Regions from separate parts of the Sus scrofa genome. Here region 1 is linked to region 2. A link is a contact called in public Hi-C data. All regions are on one chromosome and are shown on one strand. Each heading gives the region's core, a stretch centred on a gene start, on an enhancer-like site or on the middle of the called end of the contact. The rest is flanking DNA. Distances are from core to core; before and after follow the strand shown. Region 1 holds the start of C6H19orf33 (immortalization up-regulated protein). Region 2 holds the start of PPP1R14A (protein phosphatase 1 regulatory inhibitor subunit 14A).

What was found. A called contact is a pair of places that touch in the nucleus more often than the background predicts.
Region 1: a Hi-C map of alveolar macrophages shows a contact between it and region 2, with 4 times the contacts expected there. The contact joins the promoter of C6H19orf33 here to the promoter of PPP1R14A in region 2. A contact is called at or near these places in 3 of 5 promoter capture datasets (fetal skeletal muscle, liver and skeletal muscle), 27 of 47 Hi-C or Micro-C datasets (adipose tissue, alveolar macrophages, blood and 15 more) and 2 of 2 datasets of contacts at active chromatin or transcription factors (alveolar macrophages and skeletal muscle).

Annotation. Positions count from the first base shown.
Region 1 is chr6:47,220,594-47,224,449 of Sscrofa11.1, reverse strand. It overlaps C6H19orf33 (immortalization up-regulated protein), which reads right to left and starts at 1,373. Exons shown (of 4, transcript XM_003127107.4): 1 at 934-1,373; 2 at 751-839; 3 at 511-597; 4 at 220-375. The coding sequence starts at 955. The coding sequence ends at 262. LOC102167359 (a long non-coding RNA gene) reads left to right here and starts at 593. Exons shown (of 5, transcript XR_303838.3): 1 at 593-969. It overlaps YIF1B (Yip1 interacting factor homolog B, membrane trafficking protein), which reads left to right. Exons shown (of 8, transcript NM_001245006.1): 8 at 1-105.
Region 2 is chr6:47,172,715-47,176,805 of Sscrofa11.1, reverse strand. PPP1R14A (protein phosphatase 1 regulatory inhibitor subunit 14A) reads left to right here and starts at 2,749. Exons shown (of 4, transcript NM_214337.1): 1 at 2,749-2,972. The coding sequence starts at 2,772.

The DNA of each region.
Region 1 (3,856 bases), core at 124-2,623, 49 kb before region 2:
CTCCCCCCACCCACCCCGCCGAGGTGCTGAGATTTCCAGCTGCACAGGCCGCCCCCAGCAGGGCGGCCACTGTTCCGGAAACAATAAACCGTGATGGGCACGGCGTGGGCAGCCTCTCCTTGGCACGCGGTGGCCGGCAGGGGGCAGGCCCGGCCCGGGAAGGGGAAGGGGACGGGCGGGGCGGGGACAGTTCCAGGCGCCTCGGAACCAGAAGGCCACCCGGAGGCCGAAAAAGGGTTTAATGAACCCCGCCCAGGCCCGTCAGTGGGAAGGCTTTTTCTTCTCGTCCTCCTTCTTCTTCTTCTCCTTTTTCACCTTGGGCTTCTTGACCTTGTCCGAGGCGCTTTTGTGCTGCTGTGAGCCGGCGGCGCCGGGCTGCGGGGTCGAGGGCGGCGCGGGTGGGAGAGGAGAGAAGGTTCCGCGGGTGAGACAGCTGCCCGAGTTCCGGGCTGGGACTCCGCCCTCGCTCGGGGCGCCCGGCACCCGCTTGAGAAGGGGGAAGCCTCTTACCTTCGCCTCGTTTTCCGAGTCGCTGGAGCTGCTGCTGCTGCTGCTGCTGGAATCTGAGGAGCGGCCATGGCCATGGCCATGGTGATGCTAGTTGGAGGCAGGACAGTGAGACTGAAGGTCCCTTTCCCAGCTCTCGCCGCTCGCCGCCCGCCGCCCGACCCCCGCCCAAGTAGCAAGGCCCTGGGGTCAAAAGCAACCTCCCCCGGGGACGAGGGGGTGCCTGGTCGGGAGGTGACTTACCTTCAGGTTATCAGCTGACCCGCCCTGAACTTTGTTGGGGCTGTGCTTGGGGTCTCCCACATGGGGCTTTTTGGAGGGGGACTCCACGGCTGCAGAGAGAAGAGAAACCGGGTGGGTTGGCGCCTGCGCGGGGTGTGAGTCTGGCGCCCTGCCGGTCGAGCGTCCGCCTCCTCCGGAGCGCACCTGCCGACAGGTCGAACTCCATGGTGCCGAGAGCAGGTGTGTCTTCGGGGCCGGAGGGCGCGAGCTGTAACCGGAGAGTAGGGGGCGGGCCTTGGGGAGGGGCCGTGGGGCTGCCCGGGAGTTCTGAGGAGCCCTACCCGACCTTTGTTCGGAGTCCTTATCCCTGACTCACGGCCCCTCCCCAGCGCCGCCCTGCTGGCCCCTCTGGGAAATGGGGAGGGTGGACAGTTAGCGGCGATGTGCCCCCCCAGCCAGTGAGCCTTGGCAAGTGAGTGGGGCTGTGTGGGTGGGGTTGGGGGAGGAATGTGTGGGCAGTTGTGGATTTCTAAGCGGGGTGGAAGGTGCCAGAGCTGTTACAGCCTCTTCCCCTAAAAGGGTCAGATGCTTTCTTTTGAAGAAATGAGAGGGAGGGTGCCTCCCGCGCCCTCTGCACCAGGACAATAATATGTTCCCTCCTTGTGTACTTAGTGCCTGGCCCTGTTTCAAGGGCTTCAGGAATGTTAACTCTAACAATGCCTCTGGCTTGGAGAGAAGCAGTGTCTGAAGGCCTGAAGAGCAGGAAGAATGGTACCAGTCTGCTGATTTGAAGCCCCTGTGAATTACTTCGTAGCAGAGTGATCTGGGGAAAGTTACCTCTCTGTACCTCAGTTTCCTCGTGTGTAAATGACAGCTACTGCCTGGGGTTGATGTAAGAATCAAACAGATTAGTTTTCTAGAACCATGCTTGCTCAGTTACTTATAAGGAGTAAGTGTTTTTTTTTGGCTTTTTGCCATTTCTTGGGTCGCTCCTGTGGCATATGGAGGTTCCCAGGCTAGGGGTCCAATCAGAGCTGTAGCCGCCAGCCTACACCAGAGCCACAGCAACACGAGATCTGAGCCTCATTTGTGACCTACACAACTCACAGCAACACCAGATCCTTAACCCACTGAGCAAGGCCAGAGATCAAACCTGCACCCTCATGGTTCCTAGTCGGATTCGTTAACCACTGAGCCGCGACGGGAACTCCAGGAGTAAGTGTTTATAAAATGTTTGGTTTTTAAATAAAAGGATAGGTATTTTACAGATGAGAAAACTGAGGAACCAAACAGTTAATAGGATGCTCTAGAGGCAAAAGTAGCAATGAACAGGCTAGAACTGAGACTTAAGGCAGGGTAGCTCAAGTCCAAGGCTGTACATGGTCCCTTTGTCTCACCCTGGGGGCCCTCTGCAGAAGTGGCAGCCAGGCAAGCCCAGCCTCGCTTCCTCACAGTGGACTGGTCCCTGGTCAAGGTCAGGGAGGAAATGAGAGGCCTGTGTCATCTGTTCCCATTGTTGTGAGACTAGGGTCCTTGTGGATCCCTCTCCAGCCCCAGCCCCGCCACCGAACTGGCTGCCCATACCTGCAGGAGCAGGTGGCAGAGGTCTGGGGATGTGACAAACATGCCATAATCAGTCTTGTGCATTCAGGTCTCTCCTCCAAAGTCTGCTCATTAGAAAAGACTTCCCTGACTCCTGGCTCCACAGAGCCTCGTCACTGTGTCCCCTTTCCCCTGCTTAATGGTGGCATAGATAGCCTTGTTTACCACCCTCTGAAGTTATCTTTCTTCGCACTTATATCTTCAGCGTATATTTATGGAGCACCTACTATGTGTCCAGCACTGCTTAAGTGCTGGGGGTACAGGGGTGAGCAAAGCCAGCAAAAATTCCAGCCTTGGGGAATTGACATTATTCACAAGGGGGAATAAGGCAAAATGTACTGTATGTTAGAAAAAGCTGGAAACTAAGAGTTCCCTTTGTGGCTCAGTGGTAATGAAACTGCTGGGATCCATGAGGATGCGGGTTGCATCCCTACCTCACTCAGTGTGTTGAGGATCTGGCGTTACCGTGAGCTGTGGTGTTGGTCCCAGACGCAGCTTGGATCTGGCATCACTGTGGCTGTGGCATAGGCTGGCAGTTGCAGCTCCAATTCAACCCCTAGCCTGGGAACTTCCATGTGCCACAGGTGTGGCCCAAAAAGCAAAAAAGAAAAAGCTGGAAACTAAACTGTCCACCAGTTGGTGAATAGATATACAAAATGTGATATATCTATCCATATGATGGAATACTATTCAGCAATAAAAAAAAATGAGCTCCTGCCATATGTTATATCAGGGATGAACCTCAGAAACATTATGCTGCGTGAAAGAAGCCAGACACAAGAGACTGCATATTGTATGATACTATTTATATATATGCAGTATTCAGAAAAGGCAATTATAGTGACAGAAAGTAGATTAGTGGTTGCCAGGAGCTGAGTATGGGACTGGCTATTAGCTGTAAAATGGCCATGAGGGATCTTACAGGTGCAAGGGGATGAAAATGTTCTAAAATGGAGTTCCCGTCATGGCTCAGTGGTTAACGAATCTGACTAGGAACCATGAGGTTGCAGGTTCGATCCCTGGCCTTGCTCAGTGGGTTAAGGATCCGGCGTTGCTGTGAGCTGTGGTGTAGGTCGCAGATGCGGCTCGGATCCCACGTTGCTGTGGCTGTGGTGTAGGCTGGCGGCTACAGCTCCGATTAGATCCCTAGCCTGGGAACCTCCATATGCTGCGGGAGCGGCCCTAGAAAAGGCAAAAAGACAAAAAAAAAAAGTTCTAAAATGGATTTATGGTGGTAGTTGCCCCACTTGGTAAAATTATTTGAAAAATCACTGAATTGTCCATTTGAAATGGGTGAGTTTTATGTAACATAATGATAATTATTGTTTTGGCTACACCCAGGCCAGGGATCCAACCCACACTACACCAGATCTTTAACCTGCTAGGCCACCAGGCAACTCCAAAGCTTTTTTTTTTTTTTTTTTTTTTTTTAACAAGTAATATGTAAGAAGAAAAATACAGCAAGAAAGAGGATCAGGTATAACAATGTATGTTGGGGAGATGTTGGGTTTTAGATAGAGTTGCC
Region 2 (4,091 bases), core at 1,500-3,999:
GACCCCTAGCCTGGGAACCTCCATATGCTGCAGGTGCGGCCCTAAAAAGACAATAAATAAACAAACAGACAAACAAATAAATAAATACAAAGGCCCAGATTAAAAAAAAAAATTATATCCAATGTTAAAAGGCAGTGAATAGGGAGATCCCGTGTGGCTCAGCAGGTTAAGAACCTGAAATTGTCTCTGTGAGGATGTGGGTTTGATTTCTGGCCTCACCCAGTGGGTTAAGGATCTGACATTCCCGCAAGTTGTGGCATAGGTTGTATATGCAGCTTGGATCTGGCATTGCTGTGGCTGTGGTGCAGGCCAGCAGCTGCGGCTCCAATTTGACCCTTAGCCTGGGAACTTGAATGTGCCTCGATTCTTGCGGCCCTAAAAAGAAAAGAAAATCTCCATTTACAGCTGAGAAGCCTCAAACTCAAAAAGGGTAAGTGTCAGAGTTCCCGTCATGGCTCAGCAGCATCAAACACGATTAGTATCCACGAGAACATGGGTTGGACCCCTGGCAGCAGGTCTGATTCAACCCCTAGCCTGGGAATTTCCATAGGCCACAGAGGTAACCTTAAGAATTTTTTTTTTTTAAAGGCAGTGAGTATTATGAATAAAACACAGAGCCAGGTAAGGGGCATGGGAATTGCAATATGACATAGTGTGATCAGAGAAGACCTCACTGCACAGGTGACATTTGAGGGGGTGCAGCAGTGAGCCCTGGTGACATCATTGTGGGAAGAGCTTTCCTGACAGAGGAACAGCTAGTGCAAAAGTGTGTGGATGGGACTGTGTCTGGCAGACTTTGATTGCCCCCCCACTGAACAATGGGGATCCATGGAGAAGTTTTTTTCTGTTAATATGACAGGTTTATTGAGACATAACTCACAGGCCATACATTTCACGCCTTTAAAACCTACAATTCAAGGAGTTCCCGTTGTGGCACAGTGGTTAACGAATCTGATTAGAAACCATGAGGTTGAGGCTCGATCCCTGGCCTTGCTCAGTGGGTTAAGGATCCGGCGTTGCCGTGAGCTGTGGTATAGGTAGCAGACACGGCTTGGATCCTGAGTTGCTATGGCTCTGGCATAGGCTGGCAGCTACAGCTCTGATTAGACCCCTAGCCTGGGAACCTCCATATGCCGCAGGAGCGGCCCTAGAAAAGACAAAAAAAAAAAAAAAAGTACACTTCAGTAGTTTTTGGTATATTCATAGAGTTATGCAACTACCATCACAATTGATTTTAGAAAATTTCATTGACCTCAAAAGAAATCTCTTACTCTTTTTTTTTTTTTTTTTTGGCCATGTCTGTGGCATGTGGAAGTGCCCAGGCCAGAGAAGCAGCTGTGACCTACAGCAATACTGGATCCTTTAACCCACTGCACCGGCAGGCGATCAAACCCACACTTCTGCAGCATCCAAACCACTGCAGTTGTGTTTTTTTTTTAGGGCTTCAGCCGCGGCATAGGGCTATTCGGAGCCTAGGGATCACATTAGAACTGCAGCTGCAGCCTATGCCACAGCAACGACAGGTCAGAGCTGCATCTGTGGCCTGCACCACAGCGCACAGCCACGCCAGATCCTTAACCCACTGAGCAGGGCAGGGGTCAAACCCAGGTCCTCATGGATACTAGTCAGGTTCGTTACCACTGAGCCACAAGGGGAACTCCTGCAGTCAGATTCTTAACCAACTGTGTCATGGTGGGAACTCCTTTTCAATTTCTTGATATCCTTTGAAACACAAATTTTTAAATTTTGATGGTATCCAACTTATCTTTTTTTTCTTTTATCGTTTGTGCTTTATGTGTCATGTAAGAAGCCACTGCCTCATTATAAATCGTCTTCAGCAGCGAAAGGACATGGCCAAATTTAAGTTTTATTTAAGTTTTGCAGTGTTATTCTTGCTGCTTTCCATCAGAAGTGGGAAGACTTGTGAGGTAAGGGACTTCTCTGGTCACCCTCTCCCCTCCCTAAAACCCCACCCTCACCCTCACTCCATTTCTCATTTTATTCTCCATGGTTCTCCATACAACTTATATTCTAATAAATGTACAATGCACTGTACTTACTTATTACGTTGCCGCCCGCCTCCACCACAAGAGCGTCACCCCTGTGAGGACTGGGCTTGTGTGTTTTGTTCCCTGCTCTGTCCCCAGTGCCTAGGAGAGTGGGGGCCGGGGAGCCTGGTGGTGGCCAGAGGGAGAGAGGACCATTGGATGCTATCTGGTGTGAGGCGTCTAATATGAAGGAGAAAAAGAGAGAGGGACTAACACCCCAATGTCATGATGTCAACTGAGTATTTCTTGAATACAGTGAGTGCATGTGAACGAATGGACGCTTGGATTGTGGGTAAATGAAAGAAAGGATGTGCTTCGAAGACTGTGGTTTGACCTTCCCTGTGGAAGGGTTTGTTCACAGGGGGCTCCTGTCATGTCCCTTGCAACCGCCAGAGGGAGCAAACAGGCCAGGTCCCGGAGAACCGTCCCGGGACCCGCCCCCCGGGATCCAGGCCCCGGGAGCCCCAGCCGCCCGGCCCCGGCCTGGGGCTCTCGGCCCCGGCCCCTACCTGAGCCAGGCCCAGCCGCGGGCTTCACGCCCACGCGGCGGCCGGTCCTCGCGCAGCAGGCGGGGAAACTGAGGCCCGGGCGGCCGGGGCGTGGCCGGCCCCCCGGCGAGCCCGAGCCCCCGCCCCCGGCCAGCCCCGCCCCGGCCCGTAAGAGGCCCCCTGGGTGAGAGGCGAAAGCGCACAGCGCGGCGCCGGGGCCGGGGCCAGGACCGCGATGGCAGCTCAGCGGCTGGGCAAGCGGGTGCTGAGCAAGCTGCAGTCTCCGTCGCGGGCCCGGGGGCCGGGGGGCAGCCCCGGGGGGCTGCAGAAGCGACACGCGCGTGTCACCGTCAAGTACGATCGGCGGGAGCTGCAGCGGCGGCTGGACGTGGAGAAGTGGATCGACTGGCGCTTGGAGGAGCTGTACCGTGGCAGGGTGAGGCGGGGAGGGGTGGGGGGCGCAGGGGGCGTCCTAGACCGACGGAGCCCGGGCCCTGCCCCCCTGCGCCTTGGGGGTCTCTCATTGCTTGAGCTCGCTGGTGCATGCGCAGCCTCCTTGCCAGGGGAGAACGCTGGCCCCGCGACACATGGGCCCCCGCCGTCCACCCTCCCTGGCACTCTGCTTGTGCTCACACTTGGGTAAAAACACAGGGGAGGACCAGGGCTTTAGCATATGGGAGGTTAGGAGGCCAACTTGGGGAGCCAGAGTGGCCATATCTGGAAGAAAAGGTGGGGGGAGGAGGATGTCTTAAAGCCAAACATAGACATGGTGACCGGAGATACAACCGCAGGGAACCGCACAGCCAAGGAAACATCAGCATTCACAGACCTGCACAGTGACAAGCTATGGCCACTCACAGACCCAGTGACAGAAGCAACAGCCATGCACAGACTGTCAGGGACACCGGCTGTGGGACAGATCAACCCATGCTACAGCCACAGGCTCTCCTGGTCACAACAGCACAGGCCACAGTGCCCTATACAGATACAACACAACTACGCCCACACAAAAGGACTCCACTTACAGCTGTTCATAGACACACACAGCGCAATCTGTAGAGCCTTGCAAGCAGTGCAAGCTACAACAGCTACCCCGACACTCAGTGATTCAAGTAACGACCATCCATTATCTCCTAAAAGCAAAAAACATGCAAAGGCAATGACAGATGCTGCAGCCACACGCAGACATCAAATAACAGGAATTATAGCTACACCCAGACAGAAAACCGCGTAGGCTATGGGCACCTGTGGACGCACAATGGCAGAAGCTGCAATTGCCTGTGGACACATAGGGCATAAGCTGCAGCCTCCTGTGCTGTCTCAGGGGGTCCAGACAGACACATTTCACTTGTCTCCGCTTGAAGTCACACTTTGTACCACCCATGAGAGTCAGAGGAAGCGGACACAGACATGTGAGATGACAGAGCCTCCTCAGCCCAGCACAAAGGTGGGAGAAGCCGTGGCCCCTCGCAGTGACCCGAGGGCCCCTGTTCTCAGACACATGAGCTCACGCAGGCGGACAGTTGCTAGTGGTCGGTGGGATCCTATGAGCTCA